2 separate regions of the Sus scrofa genome follow, and region 1 is linked to region 2. Evidence: chromatin contacts called from public HiChIP or PLAC-seq data. All regions are on one chromosome and are shown on one strand. The core of a region is the stretch at or near the end of the contact, and the rest is flanking DNA. Distances in the headings are between cores, read along the strand shown.

Evidence for each region. HiChIP or PLAC-seq counts read pairs in DNA pulled down with a chosen protein or histone mark.
Region 1: an H3K27ac HiChIP or PLAC-seq map of skeletal muscle shows a contact between it and region 2. The contact joins the promoter of DPP8 here to the promoter of IGDCC4 in region 2. A contact is called at or near these places in 2 of 5 promoter capture datasets (fetal liver and fetal skeletal muscle), 5 of 47 Hi-C or Micro-C datasets (fetal heart ventricle, psoas muscle, retroperitoneal adipose tissue and 1 more) and 2 of 2 datasets of contacts at active chromatin or transcription factors (alveolar macrophages and skeletal muscle).

Annotation. Positions count from the first base shown.
Region 1 is chr1:163,515,662-163,519,567 of Sscrofa11.1, forward strand. DPP8 (dipeptidyl peptidase 8) reads right to left here and starts at 1,773. Exons shown (of 21, transcript XM_001929097.6): 1 at 1,549-1,773.
Region 2 is chr1:163,433,658-163,437,717 of Sscrofa11.1, forward strand. IGDCC4 (immunoglobulin superfamily DCC subclass member 4) reads right to left here and starts at 2,245. Exons shown (of 20, transcript XM_003121731.5): 1 at 2,111-2,245. The coding sequence starts at 2,180.

The sequences.
Region 1 (3,906 bases), core at 523-3,022, 82 kb after region 2:
TACTCTGTATCTGCATTTTAATTATGAAAATTATAAAGTTAGTTCATTTCAGAAATATATACACCAATTTACTCAAAAGAATATGCATTAGTAGTGTAAATCCTGACATCCAGACATATATTAAGAGGAAAATTATGGAAGAAATTTAAAAAGAATAAAAGGCATACATATGTGAGATTACTCAGTGGCTATTGCAAATTCTCAAAAATTACTAACGATTAATAATAAAATTTATTTCTATGTGCCCACTGTTTTATTTTGCAGAATATATATTTCACTGGTTGGAGATAGACTCAGTAGAATAACCAATAAGAATTATAGAACTGGCCATTTTTGTAAAAAAAATTAACTTGGAATTAATACGCTTTTCACAAGATAAAGTATTATCTTTTCAGTGCATTCCATTTTTGCGTCTTCCTTTTTCACGTATATCTGAAAATAACTGAATTAGGTAACTTCTCTGGTAATGCAAGTGTTAAGTTTGTTGAAATTCTGGTTTAGAAAAAGGGGGAAAAAAAAAAACCAGGATCTGTGATTACACCTGTAACTTTGTTATCAGTTTTAATTCTGGGCGTTCGTAGCCCAAACAGGTGATGGAGGGAAATGTGATGAGAAAAGTCCGGCGCTAAATGGAGGGGAAAAAGTTGTGCTTAACACAGCACCAACGGACTAAGGTGTCAAGGCATCTTCCCACGCGCTAAGCCTCTCATTCAGAGAAGAGCATGTCAGGTTAGAAAATATCTTCAGGAGTCTTAAATTTGAACCCATTCAAATGTCACGCCTTAATTTTTAATCCCGGGGCCATTTTGAACACTTAACATATCCCACCCCTCATTGAAGCCTAGCTATTTCATTTGTCAGGATCCACAGCGAGCTGAAAGGTTCATTATCACAAAGTGGACAAAGATGTTGAAAGCTAAAATGAGAATGAAGAGGAAAAGTGTAACAGAGAATGTTGAGAAGGGGGTGTGAGGGAGATGCCTAGTCTTAGAGGAAAAGTGTGTGAGGGGAGAGGTTTGAAAAAGGAAAGGAAAGTACCTATCCTGCCCCAGGAGGGTAAAACAGAATGAGAAGGGGCCAGTGAACAAGGAAGGACTCGACCTAGAGTGGGGCGGCAGAAAGAATATCAGCTGGGAAAAGAGAAAATCTCAGTTCGAATCCGATCTGCCACAGTCGGACTTTGGGCAAACCCCTTGGCCTCTGTGGGATTCCGTTTCTCATCTGTAAGACCGGACAATACCCGGCTCCCAACCCCGGCTAGACTCAATTAAGATAACGGACATGGAAGTCCGGAGGCCAGCACCCAGCGCTCAAGGGACGCTCGGTGGACGTTGGCTGACTCGGAATCTGAGAGCCTCGGCTTCCTCTTCCGGCAAGTAGGGCCCCGCCACCGGCTGTGGCCCGAGCTTGGCGGCGCGCCGGGTAAGCAGCAGAGAGGGCTAACCGGGAGGACGCGCCAGGCCGCTCCTTGGTGAGGCGGAGAGGCCCGAATGGGCTGGGGCGCAGGCCTCGCGGGCTAAGGAGAAGGAGAGGGGGCGGATACTGCACCTTCCCCCCCGGCCCCGCCCGGACCGTCCCGACGCGCGCTACGGAGCGGGCCTGCGCCGCTTCATGCCGCGCCGCCTCCACTCCCAACCGGGCTGAAGCGGCTTCCTTGGCGACGGCGCCGGCGGCAACCCAAGCGGTGAACACGGCACTTAAGGGCGGCGGCGGCGGCAGCGGCTGCAGCGGCGGCTGCAGCACTTCCGGTTTCTTGTGAGCCGCCCTCCGACCAAGGAAGGCGCAACGAGGCCAAGAAGGGCACCGCTCTCTGCTAGGTGGGAGGGGGTCCCTTACGACAGTGCCGTCTGGTGGCTGGAGGAGCGAAAGAGACGCGAGGAGACTGGGCCGGCGTTGGGGACAGAGGAAATCCAAAAAGAGGCCTCGATTTGCTGGAAGTCGCAGGACGAATTGTGGCGCGTCTCTACTCATCTATTTTTTTTTTTTTCATTCAACAAATATATATTAAGTACCTTCTATGTGCCAGGTAGTTATAGACGCTGAGATTAGAATGGGAAGCAAGCCAGACAAAAATCCCAGCCCCATGACATGGAGAGGGAAGAAACCAAGGCCTTAGGGATGTTCTGAGTGTCTCGCTGTTATGGTGGAAAGAAACCTGAACTTGGAGTGAGAAAGCTTGGCTCTAGTACTAACTAATATCCTTCTGCAGGTGGGTCAATCTCTTTGAGCCATAGTTTATCTGTAAAAAAATATAATAATGTCACTTAGTTGCAATTAAGGAAAACCATGTGTGTCACACAAAGACATGAAGGTGAAGAAACTGGGGCTCAGGGCAGGGAAGTGAGTGACTTGATATTATCAGAACTAGAGGCAGATCCCTTGACCCACAATTTATTTTCTATTCCACGCCATACATTGGTTGAGAGAAAAAGAAAAAGGAAACCTGGGGAGATGACTGGGAAAGTGGTAGGTGTAGAACAAAACAGTGGACAAGCTGGGCCTTCCCTATTTTCTATTGTTAGGAACCATTTGTCAGAGTTGTATGTCTTTAGGGTTTATTATAACATCACTAATAAAAGATCCATTAGGGTGCCATGTTCCACTCTTCAGTATGTAATTATTCACTTGTTAAATGAGTCTTTGCTCAGGCTTTTTTTTCTTTTTCTTTTTTCTTTTTGGCCTCGCCAGAGCATGCAGAAGTTCCCCTGCCGGGGATCAAACCCTCACCACAGCAGTGACTCAAGACCCAGTAATGACAACACCAGATCCTAAACCCACCATCAGGAAATTCTGTTCAGACTCTTTTTTACTTGAGTTCCCCTAAAAGAAATGCACAGTCATTTTTTTTACTGGGACTCCTGAATTTTCTGCAAAACAAACACCCCAAAATAGGTTTTAAGGCTTCAAATCCACCACATGCTAACAAACTACAATGAAACATCTTTCATTTCATTTCATTCACTCAAATGTTTACTGAATCTCTGCCATGCGCTTGTCACGTTCCAAGCACCAGGGCTACAACAGTGAATAAAGTTGGAAAATCCTTGTCTTTGTGTAGTTTACATCCTGATAAGAAGAAAAAGACCTCCTCAAAAGCAAACAAACAAAAATTATATAATTTTACGGATTTAAAAAAAACAAGCCCGAGCGAGGTAAAGGACTTGCTGAAGTCCCACGGCTAATTATGGATTGAACTAGATTTGAATTCAGATTCCATGGTTTTAAGTCTTATTTTCTCTTTCTCAGGCAATGTTAAAAAGCCTCTAACCCTGAGAAAGCTGTAGGGGAACATCTCCGCCATGTACCCTGGTCACCTTACGTGAGTCTACATAGGCCTCCCAGGCAAAGGCTGGAACTGAAGCTTATCTGAGTCTTAGCAGAAGAATTTATGATCTTTCTAGAACTGGAGAGGACCAGAGGCTTATGAAGACCGTTGGGCAATCTCCCCTGGAGGGCTGTCTTGGGACAGCTTCTCATCTCCCCTCAAGTTCTGATGAGCTGTGGGCTTTCTGCCTCATCCCTGATCCCCCTCAGAATAGAGCTGAGGATATAAAAACCTCTTAGCTTCAGCCTATAACTGGCTCCTCAGTAGCTGGGTATCACACAACTTTTGTTTCAGTAGTGACCTTTTTCATTTGTGGGACAAGGACACCAACAGGTAGCTGGCAACTTGTTGCGTTCTTCCCTTTGTTGTATATAAGCTAAAGTAGTTCTTTGTAATCAATTAAACATGTGTGTTTGACAAAGCCTAACTAGCAACTCCCCAGGAAAAGGCAAGTTGTCTAGCATGTGAGGTCTCAATAAATAGCATGGCGGGGCTAATACAGATCTATCCTTGTCATAGACTGAAATAAATGAGAAAGCATCATGAAATAGTCATATTCTGACATAATGGACAGCAGACAG
Region 2 (4,060 bases), core at 995-3,494:
CATTAAGCTTCATTCAGTGATCTAACTCACCTCTGAGGGTTTGCACACACTCTTCTCTCCAGAAAACTCTCCCCATCATCAGTCTCCTTCTGCAGGGCTAACCCTCTGTATTGAGCTCTATTATTCACCACTTCCTGGAGGAAGCTTTTCCTGACTTCTCCAGACTATCTGTCAGTCTCCTCTTTATTTACTATATTCCAGGCACCAGTCACATGCTGCCCAAAAACAGTGCTCAGTAAATATTTGTTGAATGACCTCCATCCAGATCAGAGTGGCTTGTCAGAACTCTATAGGAGTGTCCTTAGACCTGATGAGCTTTGCACACTCAAAGCGTTTAGGACTGAGGGCCAGCAGAGCAGTTGCTTCAGCCAGGCACACTGCTGGCCAAGAGAGCCCCGACTCTGCTCTGGCCCTGCCCTTGCCTTGTGCACTCAGGAGCAGGGGGAGGCCAGGTCTGGGAGGCAAACTGAGCCCCGTGCAGGGAGGCCCCACGGATATTCCATAATGCTCCAGTGAGTGCAGTTCTCAGCACAGATTCTGCTTTGCAGGATGACCCTGAGCTCAGTCCCAGAGCTCTTAGAAGAGCAGAAGACAGTGGGCACAACTATTCTTTAATCCCCTGGCCTCCAGGAGGATAGATGCCATTCTGGCACTTGCCTGCCCCCTCCACCTGACATTCCCAGGACCCCACTTCCCTAGCCCAGCTGCCCGGACCCTGCCCTCAGGTGGCCTCCAGCAGGGTCTGAAAAGTCTTTGTAGGGAGAGAGGGGGTCTGAGTAGTGTCCGATACTGTCCCATCCGCTGTTTGGGTTTCCTAGAGATGGGCCGGGCGGTCAGGCAGAGGCTCCTTCCCCCACTCCGAGGTCCCTGCCTCCCTCCCACGTGGCCTGGCTGAGTCTCTCTGGAAAGCCGCAGCAGCTGGAGAGAAATCCCCCTCCCCACCCCCACCGCCAAGTCCCTCCCCGACTCGCCCCGGACACATCCTCAGCTTCCCCCTCTGCAGGGAAGGCAAGAACTAGGCGAACAAAGCAGGCAGCCCATCCCCCTCCCCAGCCCAACCAACCACCTTCCCCACGGGCCGCCCCCTAAAGGCACACAAGGACGGAAAGCTAGAGGGCTGGGGGTTGAAGAAGACGCCCTAGGCATAGACCCTTGGGACTCCGTCACGCCATCCCCAGACCTTTCTCCACTGAGGACAACTCTGACTTTTACCCACCCTGAGTCCACTCTGAGGTGGGGGCCTGGAGGAGGCCTTACTGATCCCGTCAACGCTCCTCTGATCCGGCCCTGAGAGGTGGGGCAGGGGTGACACGCGTGCCATCCCGAGAGCGAGTGTTGGACACGTCCAAGAAAGCAACTATTTTCCTGCCCCCTCTCCCAGGCCACTCTGGGCCTCGGGCTTGCGGGGGCAACACTCTCCCGTGGCACCCCCGCCCCAACCAGCCTCCGGGACCACACCCACTGGACAAAGTTGAGTACTTTATCACCACTATCCCCAGTCAATCCGGAATCTCCTGCTCTGTTCCCCCCCACCCCCAACAAGGGCAAGGACACTCCCCAAAAGCCAAGGCCAAATATTAGTACAGCCCCATAAACACAATTACACACGCTCTCGAGACACAAATGGAGGTGCAGACACACACCCCTACACCCCTCCTCTCTAACACTTCTAACCAAAAGACACGCGCGGGCAAGGAAGAGCCCGCCTAGCGAAAACCACAAACACCGCATCCACCGCCCGCGATGCCACGCCGCGGCCAGGCACGCACTGCGGACGCGGACGTCCGTAGAAGCCCCCTCCCCACCCTCTGCACACACACACACATACGCACACACACACATGCACACATACACACTCACTCACTCCAGACTCCGAAAACCAAGGACACACACCCCCTGCAGACTAGTACGCGCCGCAAACGCCCTGGGCCGAGGCGCGCAGACCCCTAGCGCAGGCACCGCAGGCACAAGGACACGCAGCCCGAGCCCCACGGCCCCCGTACTCGCTCGGGAGCAGGACGCGCCGGCCTTATAGCCCAGCGCAGCCCGGGGCGCGGACGCACTGACACACCGCAGCGGCTTCCGCCACTGCCGCGGCGCCCGCCCTTACCGCGCGCGGCCAGCAGGCAGAAGGTCAGCGCGAAGAGCCCGCCGCGGCGGCTAGCGTCCCCCCGCGCCATGGGGCCGGGCCCGGGCCGCCGCCGCCGCCTCCACCCCGCGCCTCGGTCGCCGCTGCCGCCGCCGCCGCCGCCGCCGGGGGAGGGCGCGCCGGGCGTCAGTGGCCCGGGGAGGCGCGGCGCCGCGGGCGGGGGCGCGGCCTCGGGGCCCGGGCCCAAGCGGGGGCCGGCGCGGGGGCCGGGGCTGCTGCCGCCTCGCCCGCCCCTCCATCGCCATCTTGGGCGAGGAGCCCGGGCGGGGGCGCCCAACGAGCGCGGCCACTCGGGCCCCGCGGGAGACCCTTGCCCGTGCACTGTAACCTGCGGTGCGCGGGTGCTCAGCTCCGCTGGGATCTGTGCCTCTGTCCCTTGCCTTCTCTAGGTTGCCTTGGGCCCCCATTTGGGCAGCTTGTCTCTTGGTCCTGGGGCCTCTTTCTGCCTCTGTTACTTTATCTGTCTCTATCACTTTAAGGCTCTGCTGCTGCCTCAGGGTCTCCTCCATCTCTGTTCCAGGCTCAGTGGAGGCAGATTCAAGGCCTCAGTCTCTGACCCGGCAGACCCCATCCTGCCACTTGAGCCAGTCCATTCCATCCTCGGTCTGGATTGAATCCTCATTAGCTTTGCCACATGCTGCACCAACAGACCTTCTGAGGACATGACAGTTCCCTCAACCCATTTCCATTGTCATTCCAAGCTGATGGCTTCTCTTGACCTCCTTTTTTTGCTCTTAGAATAACCAGCCCCGGAGTTCCCGCCGTGGCGCAGTGGTTAACGAATCCGACTAGGAACCATGAGGTTTCGGGTTCGATCCCTGCCCTTGCTCAGTGGGTTAACGATCCGGCGTTGCCGTGAGCTGTGGTGTAGGTTGCAGATGCAGCTTGGATCCCGCGTTGCTGTGGCTGTGGTGTAGGCCAGTGGCTACAGCTCCGATTTGACTCCTAGCCTAAGAACCTCCATATGCCGTGGTAGCGGCCCAAAGAAATAGCAAAAAGACAAAAAAAAAGAATAACCAGCCCCGACAGGGCATTTACTCTACCCTAAGCACTGCTACACTCCCACCTCCCTGCCACCCTGGGAGAGACAAGGAAGATTTGATTGCTCCCATTCTACCTGCAGGGAAACTGAGGCTGGAGGAGGTGAAATGACTTGCATAAGGACAGGAAGCTAGGGATCAGGAGATGCAGGACCAGAACCCTGGCTTTCTGATTCCAGAGGTCATTTCCCACTCATTCTTCAACTGTGCTTTCTCTTTCCTGGCCAGACTGGTTGCCTCAGTATCCTACAAATGTCTCTTTTTCTAAAACCAGGGATTCAGTCATCAGGCTAGGTAGGGTAGCGAGAGGAGTACAGATTGAATGACCTACTTAAGGTCTTTTCCAAGACCAGGATGCCATGGTTCTTCATCCCCTGTGTCTCCAGTGTTCCCATATGTAGAGCCACTTTGTAGAGGGTAGGTACCTTACCCATCTGCTGCTAGCTAACCCTTAGTAAGGACCTTCACTTTGCAGCTCTAATAGGATCTGGCATTTATTCATTCATTGTCAGGCCCACCAGCAGCATTTGACTTAATCCATCACTCCTGTTTGTTTCACTTAGTGATCTCAGCTGGTCATCAAGGCTTTAAATTACATCTTTATGCTGGAGGTGCCCACACTTACACCTCCAGCCTGGACCATCTCCCCTGAACTCCAGACTTGTATATCCAGTTACCTGTTCAACATTTCCATTGGCAAGTAGGCATTTCTAATTTAATATGTCCCAAACTGAGCTCTGATCTTCCCTATTAAACCTGCCTCTCCCATAATCTCCATCCCAGTTCCTAGTAGCTCATCCTTCCTGTTGCTCAAGTCAAAAACATTAGAGCCAGCCTTGGCTCTTCACTTTCACATCCTTCACACCCCATT